Linked DNA regions of Mus musculus: regions 1, 2, 3, 4 and 5 are each linked to region 6. A link is a contact called in public Micro-C and promoter capture Hi-C data. All regions are on one chromosome and are shown on one strand. Each heading gives the region's core, a stretch centred on a gene start, on an enhancer-like site or on the middle of the called end of the contact. The rest is flanking DNA. Distances are from core to core; before and after follow the strand shown. Region 1 holds the start of Ccdc93 (coiled-coil domain containing 93). Region 2 overlaps Htr5b (5-hydroxytryptamine (serotonin) receptor 5B). Region 3 holds the start of 2210011K15Rik (a long non-coding RNA gene). Region 4 holds the start of Htr5b (5-hydroxytryptamine (serotonin) receptor 5B). Region 5 holds the start of Gli2 (GLI-Kruppel family member GLI2). Region 6 holds the start of C1ql2 (complement component 1, q subcomponent-like 2).

What was found. Promoter capture Hi-C pulls out the DNA fragments that hold promoters and counts their contacts. A called contact is a pair of places that touch in the nucleus more often than the background predicts.
Region 1: a promoter capture Hi-C map of hippocampal neurons shows a contact between it and region 6, with 4 times the contacts expected there. The contact joins the promoter of Ccdc93 here to the promoter of C1ql2 in region 6. A contact is called at or near these places in 1 of 39 promoter capture datasets (hippocampal neurons) and 1 of 115 datasets of contacts at active chromatin or transcription factors (astrocytes).
Region 2: a contact with region 6 is called in a promoter capture Hi-C map of hippocampal neurons, with 3 times the contacts expected there. The contact joins the enhancer-like site here to the promoter of C1ql2 in region 6.
Region 3: a contact with region 6 is called in a promoter capture Hi-C map of hippocampal neurons, with 2.2 times the contacts expected there. The contact joins the promoter of 2210011K15Rik here to the promoter of C1ql2 in region 6.
Region 4: a contact with region 6 is called in a promoter capture Hi-C map of liver, with 4 times the contacts expected there. The contact joins the promoter of Htr5b here to the promoter of C1ql2 in region 6. A contact is called at or near these places in 5 of 39 promoter capture datasets (hippocampal neurons, liver, pre-B cells and 1 more).
Region 5: a contact with region 6 is called in a Micro-C map of embryonic stem cells, with 7 times the contacts expected there. The contact joins the promoter of Gli2 here to the promoter of C1ql2 in region 6. A contact is called at or near these places in 1 of 39 promoter capture datasets (neutrophils) and 3 of 484 Hi-C or Micro-C datasets (all in embryonic stem cells).

The regions. Positions count from the first base shown.
Region 1 is chr1:121,429,380-121,432,728 of GRCm38.p6, forward strand. It overlaps Ccdc93 (coiled-coil domain containing 93), which reads left to right and starts at 1,688. Exons shown (of 24, transcript NM_001025156.2): 1 at 1,688-1,878. The coding sequence starts at 1,837. It overlaps Gm35243 (a long non-coding RNA gene), which reads right to left and starts at 1,689. Exons shown (of 2, transcript XR_387343.4): 1 at 1,568-1,689; 2 at 1-850.
Region 2 is chr1:121,509,189-121,512,147 of GRCm38.p6, forward strand. It overlaps Htr5b (5-hydroxytryptamine (serotonin) receptor 5B), which reads right to left. Exons shown (of 2, transcript NM_010483.3): 2 at 570-1,535. The coding sequence ends at 1,200. Among named protein-coding and RNA genes, the nearest start is that of Htr5b, 18 kb to the right of the region's middle. Within about 2 kb of position 1,328, at least 13 of the 459 cell types and tissues checked have an H3K27ac peak or open chromatin away from gene starts, as enhancers often do. A contact at or near this core is called in hippocampal neurons, where this site is marked.
Region 3 is chr1:121,358,385-121,361,725 of GRCm38.p6, forward strand. 2210011K15Rik (a long non-coding RNA gene) reads right to left here and starts at 1,687. Exons shown (of 3, transcript XR_003947976.1): 1 at 1,638-1,687; 2 at 1,428-1,533.
Region 4 is chr1:121,527,097-121,530,026 of GRCm38.p6, forward strand. It overlaps Htr5b (5-hydroxytryptamine (serotonin) receptor 5B), which reads right to left and starts at 1,369. Exons shown (of 2, transcript NM_010483.3): 1 at 317-1,369. The coding sequence starts at 1,093.
Region 5 is chr1:119,052,364-119,055,298 of GRCm38.p6, forward strand. Gli2 (GLI-Kruppel family member GLI2) reads right to left here and starts at 1,256. Exons shown (of 14, transcript NM_001081125.1): 1 at 939-1,256.
Region 6 is chr1:120,338,804-120,341,941 of GRCm38.p6, forward strand. C1ql2 (complement component 1, q subcomponent-like 2) reads left to right here and starts at 1,779. Exons shown (of 2, transcript NM_207233.1): 1 at 1,779-2,998. The coding sequence starts at 2,315.

The DNA of each region.
Region 1 (3,349 bases), core at 438-2,937, 1.1 Mb after region 6:
TAAGCCAGCCCCAATGAAATGCTTTCCTTTATAAGAGTTACCCTAGAGGCCGGGCGTGGTGGCACACGCCTTTAATCCCAAAGCTTGGAGGCAGAGGCAGGCAGATTTCTGAGTTCAAGGCCAGCCTGGTCTACAGAGTGAGTTCTGGGACAGCCAGGGCTATACAGAGACCCACCCCCCAAAAAAAAAAGAGTTGCCCTAGTCATGGTCCCAAGAATTGCTATCATAGAAGCTGGAGAGATGGCTTGGTAGTTAAGAGCTCTTACTGCTCTTACAGAGGACCTAGGTTTGATTCCCAGTGGCTATGAGATAGCTCATAATTTTCTGTAATTCAGGTACCAGGGGAACCTCATACCCTCGAATTTCTTTGAGCCAGAGGCATGCACATGGTATGTAGGCATACATACAGGCACAACAGTCATACACCTAAAATAAAATAATAAATCTAAGAAAAAACAATCAAAAGTTATCAGAGATATTAAGAGGAAGAAAGGAAGCAAACACAAAACCTCTTTAATGGCAAGAAGCATATGTTTTTCCAGTTTTCCACCCGTCCTTCAGTAAAGATCTCTCCTACAGCAGAAGACTTCATGTCACTTCTGCCTCCATCTCTTACAAAATGAAAATAGGCTGGTAAGCTGTTCTGCAGCAGGTGCTGGGCTGGCAGGAAAAAGACAACCCTTTTGTATAGCTGCCATCCTCTGGGACAGACAAGGGGCACATTGCATAAGTGGTACAGCAGCTAATCGTATGTGATCACCGGACTCTGCATTTTACAAAACATGTCCCCAGAAAGATGCAGGGTGTCAGGATGAGATGGGTGAGGATTATTTTCCAAAACAAAATTTTCCTGGAAATAAAATGCAGAGACTAGGAAGGAACAAATGTAATGATCTCTTTTTGAGTTCTCTGTCCCCAGGTCCACATGTTAATAGCTGGCACAAGAGTGTGTTAAACATGGCTGGAACTGGGTCTTAGCTGGGACTGACTCAGGAGCTGGGAGCTGTCCAAGCCAGGCTTGGAAAGAACCAAACTCAGAATCTGATACCCAGGGAAAGGAAAGGGAGCCAGAAGGCAAGAGATCCTCACGACACAGGGAAATAGCTTTTAAGAAGCTCCGTGAAGGCCAAGAAACTAGAAAGTGGGAATAGTTAAAAGAACTCTGGTGATATAACAGTTGAAGGGAGAAATACTAGAGGTAGAAGGATTTAAGAAGGGAAGGGACCGGCAAGGAGATGGTAGAGAAAAGAGGGTGGGTGTTCAAGTAAAACTAAGGATATATGAAAATGCCATAAGGAAACGTGCTACTTTGTAAACGAAAAAAAAAAAAAAAAAAAAAAAAAGGAACTGATCATGGTGGCGCATTCCTATAAACTATAGGGGAACAAAGTCATCCTTAGGAAGTGCTAAGCCAGGCTGGCTAAGACACTGTCTCAAGGAACAAAAAAAAAAGAAAAAAAGAGGAACAATAAGAAAGCATTTTAAGAAAACTTAGGAAAGAAAGGAAAAAGTAGGAAAAGAAAAAAGAAAAAGAAAGAGAAACATTTTTAAAAGAAAGAAAAAGTACCTTAGGAGGAATCTTGAGTTCAGCACCTCCTCTGAGGGGAGGATCGGTTACTCGGGATCCAGCCCCGCCCAGCAGTGCTGGCTGTCCTTGCGCAGGCGCAGTGGTTCCTCGCTTCAGCACTAGTGCGCATGCTCCGCGGGGCCACGGTTCTCCGACCTGCTGTGGTAGTGTCAGCTCCTGTGAAGGAAGTTTCCGCTTTGCACCCCACCCGGATCACAGTTCGGTTGTAGGGCCCGCTCTCTCCGGCTCCACATCAGCGCATCTGGATCATGGGGTTACCCAAGGGGCCAGAGGGCCAGGGACTCCCGGAGGTGAGGACCTCTGTCCCTGACACCCTGGGGTTGCTGGGGAGAGAGGGCCGAGCCCAGGGCGGCGGGCAGGGACCAGCCTGGGGTGGCGGGGACACTGTCTATGGTTGCTCAGGTGTGTCTGTCCCAAGGCGGGCCCTAGGTACCCTGGAGGGGCAGCTGACTGGTCCCCCGGCGTGCCAGGGTGCATCGTGTCGCTGGGTGCAAACTTAAGGGTTCCTGGGTCCTCTGGGGACAGAGGAAACATCCAGATCCCGGCCCAGATGCAACCTCACACATCACGAGGTCCCCGGGAATTCCTATCTCGGGTTGTCTGGAGGCCCCTCACATTGCGAGACTGGCTTCCCCCGGGCCAAGGCTGCTGCGCTTAGGAGTCTCAGCAGTCACGAGATGAGCGGTGGGACTGTCCTGCTCCCGGTGTGCAGGGGGCGGTGACCTTGGGACACACACCTTCTGCGGGACCCATGTGGCCAGCCTTTCATTCCCTTTTGTCAGGAAGGCACGCTACCTACCCGGCTTGTAGCCTCCTGCCCCTCCCCCCGTCCCACGGGCCGGGGAGGGTGAAGGAAGTTTGGAAGCTCTGCGCACATCAGGGTGATGACAGAGTTGAGGACACTCTCTCCTGTGGTGCCTGTGTCGGGACAGGAACATGCTGCGTGTTCTAAGGAGGGAGGACCTTTTCAGAAATGGTTTAGTCGAGTACTCAGCCAGTACTCATTCGATCCTATGAACAGGACTACCACGTAGGCTGGGAAGAAAAGTGCAACCACTCTCTAACGGTGGGCTACCGTTAGAGCTTGGCTGTGGGATTTCCAGTTGTCCTCCTAGTTGCTTTACTCAAAGCTCTGAGCTTAGAGAAGAGTCCCAGTTTCCAGAGAGAATTAGGGAACACCTCTAAGGCACCTGGATCTCTTTCTAAGGCTGGAAGGCAGGCTTTGGCAGAGGTGTGGTGTGCCTATTTGACACTGTGCCTAGTGCCCGTTCTTATTCAGCTGCGCCGATCTTGCTTCCCCGTGCCCCTCACAAATCCTTCTGTTACATCTTCATCCTACTCATTACAGAGTCGAAGTGTTCTGTGTCCAGGTGATGAAGGGTGGGTATGTGTGGCCCTGGGTTAGGTAAAGTTTCATGGGGTCTGGGTTGTAATAGTTCAGATTTTCTTTGCCATGTAAAAATCTCTGTCTGTCTGTCTCTCTCTCTCTGTCTGTCTCTCTCTGTATGATGAAGTGCATATGTGAGCATGTGTGGAGGTCAGAATAGAGCCTCCCATGTCACCCTCATGAATGCTGAAAACCTCCTTTGAGACAAGTACTCATTGGCCTGGCACTTCCCAATAGGCTAGATTGGTTGGCCAGTGAGACCCAGGGATCTTTCTGTCCCTGGGATTACAAGTGCACAGTACCATGGCTGGTGTGTTTATATGGGTCCTGGAGATTGAACTCTGATCCTCATGTCGTGAGGCAAGCGCTGGGCT
Region 2 (2,959 bases), core at 78-2,577, 1.2 Mb after region 6:
TAGAAGTGTCTGATCATACTGAACCCACTGCCAGGAAGCATAGAAAGAGGGACCCTAGCCCATGGGATGACGCCATCCATACTCAGTATGGGTTTCCCCACCTCAGTTAAACTAATCTAGAAACTCCCTCAGTTAAATTCCTCTTTCCATGGTGATTCTGAATCCTGTCAAGCTGACAATCTACATTAACCCCAGAGAGGAATTACAACTACTGCTAAACTAAGTCGGGCAGTGTTGGCGCATGCCTTTAATCCCAGCACTGGGGAGGCAGAGGCAGATGAATCTGTGTGTGTTAGAGGCCAGCCTGGTCTACATGATAAGTCCCAGCCCAGCCAGGGCTACAGAGGAGACCCTATCTGCAAAAAAATAACAACAAAAACAAAACAGAAAAAACATGAAGATGTTTCAACACTAAACCACCAAACCTCTTTGAGAGTCTGATCCAGTCAGTATGAATTACTGAACACTTTTTCTATTTTCAAATATGTCTTGTTTATTATTTTGTGTGCACATGGGGGTGAGGACTGTTGGCACATATCTGGAGGTTAGAGACAACTTGCAACAGTTAGTTTTTTTTTTTTTTTTTCCTTTCCTTCCATTACGTGTGTCTCCATCAAAAGCAGGCCACCAGGCTCAGGGGCAGGTGCCTTCACCTACTGAGCCATCTTGAAGACACCTGCGTGGAACACGTTTTATCAAAGCTTCAGGTGAGGCCCGCTTCTAAGCTGAGAATCATTGTCCTGTGGAGGTTGTATAGGAGGCTAAGAAAGGGAAACTCCTCTGATGGATAAGGGATAGAGGAAAGGCTGTGTCAAGGAGACAGACTCAGGAAACTCCTGAGAGAGGACACAGTACTAAATAATGGAAAAGCAAATCAACTTTGTCACATGTGAGGTCTAACAAATGCTCACCAATACCTAAAATCTATCCTGAAAGTGTTTGGCAGGGTTTCTGCCTAGTGCAGAAATGGAGCACAATTCACTAATAATGTCTGTCACGTCCTTCTGTAGAAGGCATGGGTGTGTTTGCCAAACAGTTGCCAACCTCCATGAGAACTCTTCAACGTTCCAGGCCCAATGGTATGACTTTTGGAGTGTCATCATCGGGCCGTGGGTGGTGGGGAGAAGGTCTCGGGTGAAATGAGGATCACAGGTCCCCTTTCTCTTCCCAGGTCTTCCCTTTTCTCTCCCCAGCCCTTCTTATCTCTGCTTAGTAAAGAGGCTCTTGAAGGCATTGTTGTAATTCTTATTAAAGGCAGTGTAAATCAAGGGGTTGAAGAACGAATTGGAATATCCAAGCCACAGGAATATGCTTTTCCAGATGGGTGGCAGGCTGCAGGCACAGAGCGGGCTGATGAGCTCCGTCAGGAAGAAGGGGATCCAACAAAGCACAAACACGCCAATCAAGATCCCGACCATCATGGCTGCCCGCTTCTCCTTCTGCTCCCGCCACGAGTCTCCGCTTGTCTGGAAGGTTACTGTTGCTCGGCGACGGGCTGTGAACACCATCTCAGACTCTGGAGGTGCTTCCTTTGCCTTGAAACAAAGGAGATACAGAATTAAAGTCACAGAACAGGGCAATAAGCTGAACTGGAAAAAAAAAAGCGATTCTCAGTTCTATCAGAGAATTGAGGCCACAAGGCTCAGGTGCTGTTTAAAAGATAGAACACCGTGAATCCAGAGACTCACGGCTGAGGGGAACAGGCAGCCACAAGCAGGAACCAGTGCACCAGGGCAGAAAATTGTAAATATGACTGGCAAGGCGCCAGAAGCTCGGTGTGGCCATATCTAGATGCCAAAATCTCTGGATGTGGCGATGCATTTAATAATGTGTTTGCTAGGCAAGATGAGGACCAGAGTTGAATCCCCCGAACCCATCTGAAAATCTCAGGCATGGTGACATATGCTTGTAATGGGGAGTGCTGGGGAGGTGGACACAAGAGGATCTCTCTGGTTCATTATCCATCCAGTCTAGCCAAACTGGTGAGTTCCAGGGTCAATGAGGGACCCTGTTTAAAACAAAACAAAACAAAACAAAACAAAACAAAACAAGGTGAAGAGAGCTGGAAGGTGGCTCAGCAGTTCAGATGATGGCTCAGCAGTACAATCCTAAAGATTGTAGTTTAGATCCCAGCATCCTTCGTGTGCCTGCAACATCGGATCTGAGGGGGTGGAGACAAAAGGATTGCTGAGCCTGCTGGCTTCCAGCCCAGCTGAGAAAATGAGGCCCAGGTTCAGGGAGAGACCCTGTCTTAAAGGAACAGATGTAATAGAGGATGCCTTCATCTACACACAGGCATGGCTACATATTCTCTCACACAGACATATACACATCTATTATTTTAAGAAACAAGGTGGAAAGGGACTATGGAAGATACATAACCTCAACTTTGGCCTCCACGTATACATGGGCACACACACAAACAAACCAGACCACCACAGGAGGAAGGAAGGAAAGGACTTGGGGAGTGAAATACACACTTCTATATGTTTGCACTGTCAGGAGTTCTGCCCTGTGCTGGAAGCCACCAGCATGATGGGGTCAGTTTGTGCTTCCTGCAGTGAACGGAAGATCTGTTTTGAAACCCATCAGATCATTTTATTGTTCCGGACAAAGCTTAGCATCAGGAGAAATCTAACCTACCTTGGAGAAGATAAACATTAAACTCAAATACCTTTTAACTTCACAGTCCCACATGAGGAGAGGTGAGACCCATAGTAAGCGTGAGTGAAGTTCACAGTCCAAGACACTGACACCAAATAAGTTTGATGTGGAATCTGGAGCTTGAACTCAGATGGTCAACCTTGCATGGTGTCCCAGTTTGCTTTTCTGTTGCTGTGATCAAACATTCTCACAAAAAGCAACTTTAGGAGGAAAGGGTTTATTTAGCTTACACTTCCATGTTAACTGCCAATCCCTAAGTCAGGGCAGGAACAAAACAGGAACTGAAGAGAACCCA
Region 3 (3,341 bases), core at 437-2,936, 1.0 Mb after region 6:
CCTGCCCATCCTGCCCCTCCTGCCCCTCCCGCCCCTGCTGCCCCTCCTGCCCCTCCCGCCCTTGCTGTCCCTCCTGCCCCTGTTGCACCTCCTGCCCCTGCTGCCCCTCCTGCCCCTGCTTCCCCTCCTGCCCCTCCCGCCCTTGCTTTCCCTCCCGCCCCTGCTGCCCCTCCTGCTGCCCCTCCTGCTGCCCCTTCCGCCCCTGCTGTCCCTCCTTCCCCTCCTGCCCCTCCCGCCTTTGCTGCCCTTGCTGCCCCTCCTGCCCCTGCTGCCCCAGCTGCCCCTCCTGTCCCTCCTGCCCCTGCTGCCCCTCCTGCCCCTCCCGCCCTTGCTGCCCTTGCTGCCCCTCCTGCCCCTCCTGCCCCTGCTGCCCCTCCCGCAACTGCTGCCCCTGCTGCCCCTCCTGCCCCTCCCGCCCTTGCTGCCCTTGCTGTCCCTCCCGTCCCTCCCGCACCTGCTGCCCCTCCTGCCCCTCCTGCCCCTCCTGCCCCTGCTGCCCCTCCCGCCCTTGTTGCCCCTCCTGCCCCTGCTGCCCCCCTGCTGCCCCTCCCGCCCCTGCTGTCCCTCCTGCCCCTCCTGCCCCTCCCGCCCTTGCTGCCCTTGCTGCCCCTCCTGCCCCTGCTGCCCCAGCTGCCCCTCCTGTCCCTCCTGCCCCTGCTGCCCCTCCTGTCCCTCCTGCCCCAGCTGCCCCTCCTGTCCCTCCTGCCCCTGCTGCCCCTCCTGCCCCTCCCGCCCTTGCTGCCCTTGCTGCCCCTCCTGCCCCTCCTGCCCCTGCTGCCCCTCCCGCAACTGCTGCCCCTGCTGCCCCTCCTGCCCCTCCCGCCCTTGCTGCCCTTGCTGTCCCTCCCGTCCCTCCCGCACCTGCTGCCCCTCCTGCCCCTCCTGCCCCTCCTGCCCCTGCTGCCCCTCCCGCCCTTGTTGCCCCTCCTGCTGCCCCTGTTGCCCCTGATGCCCCTGATGCCCCTCCCACCCCTGCTGCCCCTTCTGCCCCTCCTGCCCTTGCTGCCCCTCCAGCCCCTGATGCCCCTCCTGCCCCTCCTGCACCTCCTGATCCTCCTGCCCTTGCTGCCCCTCCTGCCCCTGCTGCCACTCCTGCTACTCCTGCCCCTCCCGCCCTTGCTGCCCCTCCATCTTCCCCTCCTGCCCCTGCTGCCCCTGCTGCCCCTGCCACCCCTTCTGCTGCCACTGCTCCTCGGAGTTGCTTCTGGTTGGGTGTGGCTGCAGAGGCGAGCAGAATGACCAGCACAAGTCTCAGCCTTCAATCGTTCGCGTTAGATCGTGCTGATGAAAATATCACGTCTAAGGCTCGTCTTCTTACGTCTGAAGAACAGTTAACATTTACTGATTTCATTGTAGGGGAATGCAGAGGTTCCATACTGTGTGTGACCGTCCAACGACATTATGTCAGAGTCAGTGCTCTCACTTACCATCTAGGTCCCAAGGATCAAGCTCGGTCCACCGGCCCGGCAGCCAGCACCTCTACTGGATGAGCAGTCTCCTCAGCCCTTCAGCTTCTGGCATTGGAGCCACACCCTAGAGGAAAGCAAACCCAGAGCTCGGGAGTTAGGCCCTTGCATTTCTTTTATCTCAGATGTGAATTTACAGACTTAGAAATCAGATGCGAGGAAGCTACCAACACTCATCGTCTTTGGACTCTGCCAGGCATTGTCATGGTTCGGCCTCCATGATACAGGAGTGTTGGGAGTTCTGCAAAACCAGCTGGGGTGAACTTTCTTTATCTCGGAAACCATATAAGCAAGCTGGTCTAGTAAGTGCAACAGGGCAAGGCATGGCGCCATAGCAGGAAAGGGCTCTGCAGTCTTTTTTTTTTTTTTTTTTTTTGTCACTGCAATAAAATTCCATGATCAGAGTAACTTTATAGGAGTAAAAAAGTGCGTATTTTGGCTTACAGTCCCATTGGGAGAGTCCATAATGGAGGTAGAGGCAGTAAATAGCCAGAGAATGAAGCTGAGGGAGTGTGTATCCATCCACATGCAAGACCCAGGCAGAGAAAACCATCAGGAAGGCTTGGCTTATAAACTTCCACCTTAAGACTCAGACTCACACACATGCACACACACACACTCATACACACACACACACACTCACTCTCACACACACTCACACACACACACATGCACACACTCACACACTCACACACACACACAGTCATACGCACACACTATTGACTTGTGTGCAAAGCTGTCTGTACTCTTAGTGATGTTCTTAATGCTAAGAATCTCCGTGAGGGACATTCACCCCTGGCAGGGGAATAACAGACCACAGACACAATTTCGTATCAGCCCAGCCTGATGAGCCAATGAGCTCACTCCTGGTGAATCCGTGAGTCAGAGGCTGCTGACAGGAGCAGGAGGGATGACGCATGGCAATAGCATCTCTGGAGTTCCTCTCCCCATCTCCCTTTTACTTCCTATATACTCTATTGCTTCTCCCAGACCAGGTGACAGGTGAGGGTGGTGGGTAGGATCTTGGATGAAAGTCTAGGAACCCTCTCTCCTCCACCTATGAACCATGAGTGAATGTTGCTAGTCTCAGCACATGACTATGCTCTAGCTATCTGCATGTTTATTGTCTTTCTTATTCCCCTGTCTAGACTGGAAGCAGAGCAAGGTCCCCTGTAGTTCCTATAGCAATCTTGTCTCTATGAGGACTATAACCATGTGATGCTCAAAAGAAATAACTACATCATAATAATCTCCAAAGCTTTCTTTTTCATACTATAAAACATAAAGCTGTAGTATGAATTTTATGCCAAATGTAGTGTAAATATCCCTTGGGGATAGAACACAAAGTCCAAAAACAACAAGTAGGGAAAAGATCCCATCTAAATCGCCAGCAGGAACATGCCTACGGCTGCTCTGTTGAGAACACCAGCAGATTTGCCTCAGATTAAAAGCACAATTGCACTCAGTCATCACCAGAGAAGCTTTCTTCTGCAGCAGATGGGAACAAACATAACAATGTCAATATAACAAATATAAGGAATATAACAAATATAACAAATGGGAACATTGTCACAGCCAGACAATGTGCAGAGAGGAAGAGACCTTTGAATGCTCAGCCCTAAATGGGATGTCTCCATCAAATCCCTCCCCTCAGTATTCAGGGAGCCCCTCAGAAGAGGTGGTAGAAAGTCTGTAACAGCCACAGGGGATGGAGAATTAGAGGAACCAAAGTAAAAGCTGGGCGTGGTGGGACACACCTTTAATCCCAGCACTCGGGAGGCAGAGGAGGCAGATTTCTGAGTTTGAGGCCAGTCTGGTCTACAGAATGAGTTCCAGGACAGCCAGGGCTATGCAGAGAAACCCTGTCTCGAAAAA
Region 4 (2,930 bases), core at 119-2,618, 1.2 Mb after region 6:
CACACACACACACACACACGAGGTTTGGAGGCTCCAGAGCTAGTTCTCATGTACAAGTTTAGAAAATAATTTTCACAGGTGCATATCCCGCAGGTGGTTCTCTAGAAATACAAGCGCTAAGCCACCCCACGAGCTCAAGAGCAGATGGCCTTCTCCCGCGCTCCAGATGCGACATTTCCTCTCCTCTCTTACACACCAAAGTCCAAACTCCGTTCTACTCTTCCATTTTCTATTTTTATTTCTTTCCAGGACCCTTCCTCCGCACTACCCCCACCCCCACATCCACACCGAGAAATCCACAAAGAGTCCCTGTTACCTGCGTGGTGGCAGGAAGCGGTACCACCGCCCGCCGTCTGCGGCCGAATCGAAATTTGGCGGCTTTGTATATTTTCCAGTAGACGAAGAGCACCACCGCCAGAGGCAGGTAGAAGGCTCCGCAGGTGGAGAAGACAGCATAGGAGGGCTCCTGGCTCACCTGGCAACGCTGCAGCCGAGCATCATAGGCTTCGCCCCAGCCAAAAAGCAGCGGGGCGAGAGCAATGAGCGCGGACAGTGCCCAGGTGATCGCGATCATGAGCGCAGAAGCACGGCTCCGGGTGCGCAGCGTGTACTGCAGGTGGCGCGTGATAGTCCAGTAGCGATCCAGGGCGATGGCCGCCACGTTCCAGATGCTGGCGGTGCAGCACAACACGTCGAAGGAGATCCACACGTGGCACAGACTCCTGCCTAGCTGCCAACGTCGCCCAACGGACAACTCGCTCACCAGGCTCAGAGGCATCACCAGAGCCGCCACCAGGACATCCGAGACGGCTGTCGAGGCCACCAAGTTATGTGGCACGCGGTGGAAGGCGCGGACACGCAGGATAGTCACCAGAACTAGCAGATTCCATAAGAAAGTGGCAACGATCAGCAACACCAGTAGAGTCACCACAAGCACGGTGAAAGCAGAGAAGGGCGGCTCGCGGCCAGGCAAGATGAGCCCACCTGGGGTGGATCCCATGCTCCTGCCGGAACTTGGGCTGTCACTGCAGCTCTCGGGTCCCGGAGGAAAGGCAAGGCCGGGAGTGGCGCCTGAGAGGTTAGAAACTTCCATTATTCAGGGACTTGGGCTCTGGGGCAGGAGATGTGCCCGTGGTTGCATGAACTGTGGATAGGTGGCGAAGCAAGAGAAGCAAGAGAGGCACTCCGCGCGCCCAGCAACGCAAAAAGATGTCCAAACCGCGCCACCCTTGTCCCTTTTCCAAACTGCAGCCTCCTTTTGGCGCTTCTTTTGGCCTTTTTCGTGGACCCTCTTTTCCAGATGAGACTCCTTAGTCCAGCTTTGCCCAGCGCATCAAACCGACTGCAGAGGATTGGGGACTGGTGCCTGGGCTCAATAGAGACCTTCCCTGAATGGTTGCTGGAACCAAAGGGCTCCTCGTGTGGGCTGAAATGGGCGGAGGAGTTTTGGAGCCTCCACCAATAGGAGCTGTAGCTGTAGCGCAGTACTAGCGGTCTCCCACCTCCGAGGGGCGGAGAGAAAGCTAGCAGCGGTCGCCTCAGGGAAAAGTTGTTAACATCCTGTTGGAATTCCATAGCTACCACCTCCGCAGATCCCTCAAGTGGACTTGTTGGTTCTGTTAGACACTGAGACATTGTTGGGCTACCAGCCAAAGGCATTGTGGTTTCCTGGAGCCCTGATTCTACCTGTATCCAGAGTAAGAGTCCCAAATATTGGAGTGCATGAAACAGAAAGTTCTGCTCCCCAGCTGTTAGGTGCTAGGTGCTCAGTGCTCTGTGCTCCATCCCAGCTGCTTGGTGCCCAACTCATAGGGAGGGTTTCTTGGACCTTGCAGTTTATCCCTTAGTTTTATGCTAACAACTCCAGGCTGAAGCTGTTGGACAGAGATCTAGAAGAGGGACAGTTTCCAACCTGCTTGCCATGTCTAACTTCAGGTGCTCCACCTCCTTTTGGTTTCTAATAGTCTACTATCCTCTTCCAGTTTAAACCTGAGGTTTTATTGTTGCAACTTTGTTTCTTGTGGTGCTGGGGATGAAGGCAGGGGTCTTGTCCAGGATAGGCAGGCACCCCACCCCGCAGCTACTCTCATTTACCCTTGGGTAAAGGAAAACGGCACTTACGTGAAATTCTCTTCACCCTCCTCCAACATCCCCATTCCATTTTCAATCTCATTCTTTAAATTACTTTTACGTGTGTGTGTGCGTGTGCGTGTGCGTGTGCGTGTGTGTGTGTGTGTGTGAGAGAGAGAGAGAGAGAGAGAGAGAGAGAGAGATCATGAGGAGGTCAGAGAAAAACTAAAGGAAGTCAGTTGTTCCTGTCCACCGTGTGGATTCCAGGGATGGAACTCAGAGCTAGGGAATTCAGATCTTCAGGCTTGGTGCCAACTGTTTTGACCCAGTGAACCATCTTGCAGGCCCCAGTCTCATACTTTAAAAAAGCATATCAAGTTGGATGTGGTAGCATACACCTTTCTTTAATCCCAGCACTCAGGAAGCAGAGGCAGTTTTGAAGCCAGCCTGACCTACACAGTCAGCTCCAAGACAGCTGGGACCACAGAAAAACCCTGCCTCAGAAGCAAGCAAACAAACAAACAAACAAATAATAAAAAGTATATCAAAGTATATTGTATGAAAAAGTCTTAAGTAAAAATAATTGGCTATTTTAAGAGCATAATGTGATTACTCTAAAGCTGTGGCTGTTGGTGGGAGTCAAACAGAAACTTGAGATAGCATCCTTAAGGTTGGAACAAAGGTCAGACGGTTGAGGGTTCACCTAGCATATCAGTCTCGTATGCTGGTGTGTATATGGTTGCAATCCCAGCAGTTGGCTGGGGGTGGGGGTGGAGGTAGTTGGATCAGAAATTCAAAGCTGTCTTCTAATGTACATAGCTATTCATAGTAATATGCATAGCTATACCTCTAATAGACAT
Region 5 (2,935 bases), core at 6-2,505, 1.3 Mb before region 6:
CCTCCCCCCACCCCCAATCCCGGAGGAAAAAAAACGCTCCCCTCTCTCTAAACCCTTAATAGGATTGGCGCCCAACTCTGTCCGCGCCGCTCCTCATCCATCACACACAGATCAAGTTGCAGTAGTGGATTTTTCAAATTCCTCAGCAAATATACTTGTTGAGAGATTGCTTGGGGGGTGTTAAGTGGGGGCTAGGATGAAAGCGAGGAGTAGGGGGAACCGATCCCTCGGCGAAGGATTACGCGTGGATCCATTCTGGAAGTCAAGGGGATCTGGAGACCTAGGATAAGAGAGAAAGGTAAGGAAGCCAGAACCGAGGTCCAGAGACTGGCGGCGGAGGGAAGGGGCAACAGGGTTCAACGAGAGGGAAAGAAGGAAGAAAGAAAAGACTGGCTCCTGGACGCGGACTCGCAGCGCGGAGAAGTAGAGTTGCAAGTTTCCAAGTGGCCGGCGGCGGTTGCAGCACACCGCACAGTCCCACAGGCGCGCTCCCAGCTGCCCATCTAAGGGAGCTTCGGCGCACCCCAGCCCCCACGTCGCCCCCAAACAGTTCCAGGCTCCAAGCGGTACCACCGGTCAAAGACCGGCCTACCCGAGCAACCCAAGAACAAGAAGCACTTCCCCTCAAGTGGAGGGCTGTGGTAATAAAATCGACCCCGGCCACGAGTTCTGATCCCCAAGATCCTCCTTAAGCCCTGCCGCTGCTGGACCAGGGCACTAATCAGGGTTGCCTTCTTTAGCCGGCCCCCCTAAAATCAGTGTCACGATCTCGATTCCGGTAAACGGATGAGAGACACTCCAAGACCGCCACAGCATCTCAGCCGAAGCTGGCCAGGCTAGGAAGTGCTTCGCCACCAAGAGTAAGGGGAGGAAAAAAAAAAAAAGAAAGAAAGAAAGAAAAGAAAAAAGGAAGGGTGGGAAGGCCAATGCAACTTTACCGAGGAGACAAAAGTTTGCCTCTAGCATGCAGGTGGCCTCTCGGGCGCCGGGCAGTGGTTGCAGGGCCCCATCCCAACTTGGCTGGAGTGGGGCTGCCGAGTGCGGGGGCTCCGGCTGCCGGGGCGGGGCTGGCCAGGCAGAGGAGGGGACCAAGGCGGGCGGGGGACTCGGGCAGTCCCTAAGGACACCAGGCCAGCAGCTCCGGGCGGCTGCGATGCTACGCACGACCCGTGCTCCTTCCTCTGGCTCCTCCTCGCCTTCCTCCGCGTCCTCTGTAGCCGCCGCCGCCGCCTCCCGCTCCTCCTCGAAGTCTCATTGATGAGAGGAGTTTGAAAAAAAGTCCGCGGAGCCGTGCTGCCTCGGCTGGCGAACGCCGGCACTCATGCAATCCATCAGCGTCTCTGGGATGGCGCAGCGCCCCCGCGCGCTGAGCTTGGGCAAACCCTGATCGTCGCGTCCTTAGCTTGCCCGCCCCGCCGCGTGCACCCTGCCTCTGAGGCTGGGGGTGGGGGGACACCACCCTGGAGGGGGATTGCCAGCGGGCGAACACAGACTCTCCCCCACCTCAGCTCCAGCAAGGAAAGCACCCCTTCGGAAAGTTCCAGCGGGGGACCAGAGAACCCAGGAGTTAGGGAGTGGGGGTGGGGGGTGACGACCCAGACGCCACTCTGGAGGAGAAGAGCTGGGACTATCGCAGATTCTTCCAACCCAGTTCGGAGGAAATAAAGCACCCCTACCAGAAAGTTCCAGCTACAGGAGCACACGCCAGTCTCAAACACTTTTTCTAAGGCGCCGGGTTGGGGGGTTGCTAACTCAAGTCAGATGAGCTCCGGAGCTCGGGCGCTGCGACTGCTGGTTTCAATATCTGAACTCCCCCTTTCTTCCCAACCCCCTCAGCCCTCCGCTGGTTGTTCCCAAAACTCCCGGATCCTCTGTGCGCCGTAGCAGAAGGAAGACACGTGGGTTGGGAAGCAAGACTGGATTCACGCAGGCCCTCGTCGCCCGGGCAGCTAGTGCAGGTGCCCGGGGTCCCAGGCGCCCCTCGCCATGGCTCGCTCACGCCGCCATCTGAGAGCACGCCGGCGACAAGTGACGCCAACCTTAGGCTTGCTGCTTATGTTTTGCAGTGAGAGGGGTCTTTCTTTCTTTCTTTCTTTCTTTCTTTCTTTCTTTCTTTCTTTCTTTCTTTCTTTTTCTTTTTCTTTTTCTTTTTTTTCTCTTTTTTTTTTAATCCCGGAGACTCCATTGAAGCTGCTGCAGCCAGATGGAAGTAATCAGAGGGAGAAGGAAGAATTAGGCTCACCGAAGTTGCAGGCCAAAGTGTAGATGAGGCTGTTCATGAAAGCATTTGCTTAAGTAGCCCCGGCTTTCCATACAGTCCAGAACTGTCCACTCCAAGAAGCAAGCAGGCAGCAAATGGCCGTGCCCTCCCAAGCCATGGGACTCAGCTTCCTCTCCTGGGCTCTGCTCTTAGAAAGCTGCCCGCGGGACTTCTTTATATTTCTTCCTGAGGTCTAGTTCCTTTGTATTGCTTAGCCTGCCATAGGGTATCCTCCTTTTAAAGGTGGAGTGACTGATGCCTGAGGACGCTTAGAAACTTGCCCACAATAATCTAAGGTCGGTCCATTTAAATAGAGGTGTCCTGTTGAGAATGTTGGTCACATCTCTTTCGAGCCCCTCCTTCTCAAAGCAAGAGAACCAAGCCTCCAGACCAATTCCACCCTGCCTTAGAGAAAGCTCCTTCTCAGCCCATGTTACTCACTGATTGGATCACTGTTGGTGGACGGCACAGTTTACACCGTGGGCTCTCCCTTAGCTTTATTTGTTTCTGCAAGTCAGTATCTATTTTATGAAATAGCCCAAGGCATTCCAAATGCTATGGATACTCTCCTTCCGAGGTCCACTTCCAAGACCCTGAGTTTTACATTTAAAGTTTATATTCCACATATTGATTTTGTGGGACAGGGTGTGAGGTCACAGTCCTCTGGCAGCAGTC
Region 6 (3,138 bases), core at 529-3,028:
CAGCCGTTCTTAGCAGGAATATTGTGGAGACCTGTGCTGTGGTGGGACCAGCAAGTGGCCAGCGGTGGGAGCAGAAGCAACCACAGTGAAAAGTGAGACTCCACTGAGCATGGCATCTGATAAACAACCACTCTCTTTAGAGCACAAGCCCCGCCCCGGAAGGTGGCCCAGAAACCAGAGGTGTGGGGTCACTCACTTGTGTAGGTGATAGACAGCACCAGGACATCCAGCCTACCCAGACCAGGGGCTCTTCCCCTCTGAGGTAGGTGCCTTCCCAGCTCCCCGGGGGAGCAGGGGCCCAGTGTGTGTGGCTCTGTTTCCTCTTTAGTAGCAGTAGAAGGACATAGATGATTCTCCTTTAATTGTGCCCCAGCTGGAGGAGGGGTGCAAATGCATTTGGATGCAGGGAGAGGGAGCTGGGGTGTTCCTGGAGAGGAACTCACTCACCAGCCTGGAGCAGGGCTCCCTGTGCCTTCAGTGTGAATGGTGAAGGTAAGGGAGGAGAATTTACTAAAACACGTTGTTTTAAAATGCTATAATGACATCTAATATTTTGTATGATGTTTACGAAAGAAACTAAATTTAAAGAAGAAAATAAGTAACAACAGGAAGGGGGAAGAGATTGAGACCCTGAGGAGGAGGAGGAGGAGGAGAAGGAATCTGCCTTTAAGAAATTAGAGTTGAGGCAGGGGAGAGAGGGCTTGAGTTAAGAGTACTGGCTGCTCTTCCTAGAGGACCTAGATGCAATTCTCAGCACCCACATAGCAGCTCACAAATGTCTGAAACTCCAATTCTTGGGAATCTGACACGATCACACATGCAGGCAAAATACCAATGTACATGAATTAAAAAAAAAAAAAACAACCTTTAAAAGAAACAAGGGTTCAGTACCACTACTGACATCTTGTTTCCCCAGAGGCCTTACTTTAATTATTTATTGTTTCCACTTAGTTGCTCAATTAATTAATTTAGAGGTTTTTTTCTTCCTTTCTTTTTCTTTTTTCTTTCTCTCTTTTTTTTCTTCTTAAGACAGGGTTTCTCTGTGTAGCTCAGGCTATCCTGGAACTCACTCTGTAGACCAGGCTGGCCTTGTACTCAAAGATCTGCCTGCCTCTGCCTCCCCAGTGCTGGGATTAAAGACATGCACCATCACTGCCCTGCTTTCCTCTTTTTATTTTGAAAATTGTTCATCAACAGTTACTAAACGTGTTCGAATTCCAAGAGCTGACTAGACATATAAGACCATTCAGCCTTCTGAATAAGATGTAGGTGTGCCCCTCCTCTTACTCCTCTATTTGGAAGTTGGTTACTTTCTGTATGTAGTATGCGAATCCCCCTCTGCCACCCCGCTTTCTGTTTTAAAACAGAAAAGGCTGCAACATACAGTGTGTGCTTCTGTTCTTGAACTGGAAGCTTAGGCTGTCCTGGACTTGGGTTGAGACCTGGGCTCATCCAGATAGGAAATGGATTTGGTGACCCCGCCAGGACTTCGCAGGCACCACATCGTGGTCGTGTGTGGGTGCTGTATGCACCCACTGATTGCGCGCGTGGGTTCCAGAGCTTGGTGGTCTGCGAGAGGAGAGTGGGCAAGAGTGGGTGTGTCTGTGGAGCCCCAGCTAGGGGCTGCTGCCCGCTGCTCCCACTTGTGGCTCCTGGGCGCCGCCAGCAGGCACATCTCCGGAGGACGCCGCGGGATGGGAGCTGATGACAGGAGAGCGCCGTCTCCCGAGTGATGGCAGCGCACGCTGCTGCCTCGCCGCCTCCGCCGCTCAGTCCTGATCTTACGTTAGGGTAGCTGGGTACCCCCTCCGCCCGGGAACCAGCTAGTAGAGGGAGAACAGAGCAGAGCGTGCGGCAGAGCCGATCCCGCGTCCCGCCGAACCCTGCCAAGCCCCGCCAATCCCAGCAGAGCAGGAACCAGCGCAGCTGAGCCAACACCGGACGCCGCACTGAGACCCAGCATTCCCCAGCCGCCACTACCCGGTCCCCGCCGGGGTGCCGGGCTCGTCCTGTGAGCCCCTCGTCATGCGTGTCGGGCTCTTCGACTCTCCAGATCAGTTCCAGAGCGGTGGCCTCAGGAGCCCAGGTCCGGATACCTCTCGTTGAAATAGTTGGGTGGCTAAGAGAGGGGTCTCCACGTCGGGGACGCGGAGGGGACCTGCGGAGTTGGCGTCCGAACGCATAGAGCGGGGCCACCCGGCGCCGCTCCACCATTACCTCCCCAGGCGGCAAGGAGGAGCTGGTGGCGGTCGCCTCCCGGCTGTGGCAGCGGCGGCGGCGCGCCTGCTTGGCGGCCGTCGGCGTGCTCTTGGCCATGGCACTGGGGCTGCTGATCGCGGTGCCTCTGCTGCTGCAGGCGGCGCCCCCCGGAGCGGCTCACTACGAGATGCTGGGCACCTGCCGCATGATCTGTGACCCATACAGCGTCGCTCCCGCAGGGGGACCCGCGGGCGCCAAGGCTCCACCGCCGGGACCCAGTACCGCTGCCCTGGAAGTTATGCAGGACCTCAGCGCCAACCCCCCGCCTCCGTTTATCCAGGGACCAAAGGGTGATCCGGGGCGACCAGGCAAGCCAGGGCCTCGGGGTCCTCCTGGAGAGCCAGGGCCTCCTGGGCCCAGGGGTCCCCCGGGAGAGAAAGGAGACTCGGGGAGGCCAGGGCTACCCGGACTGCAGTTGACAACCAGCGCGGCCGGTGGCGTTGGAGTGGTGAGTGGCGGAACCGGGGGCGGTGGCGACACGGAGGGAGAAGTGACCAGTGCGCTGAGCGCCGCCTTCAGCGGTCCCAAGATCGCCTTCTACGTGGGACTCAAGAGCCCCCACGAAGGCTACGAGGTGCTCAAGTTCGACGACGTGGTCACCAATCTTGGCAATCACTACGACCCCACTACAGGCAAGTTCAGCTGCCAGGTGCGGGGCATCTACTTCTTCACGTACCACATTCTCATGCGTGGCGGCGACGGAACCAGCATGTGGGCGGATCTCTGCAAGAACGGGCAGGTCAGTGACTTTCTCCCACACACCCCTCCCTACCTTTCCCGGCCCAACAGAGTCCGCAGACCGTTCATTACAGGCGCCCGGAACCCCAGGGAACTATATACTGTTTCCTGCCACTCTCCAGCGCCCCAGCAAACTCTGGG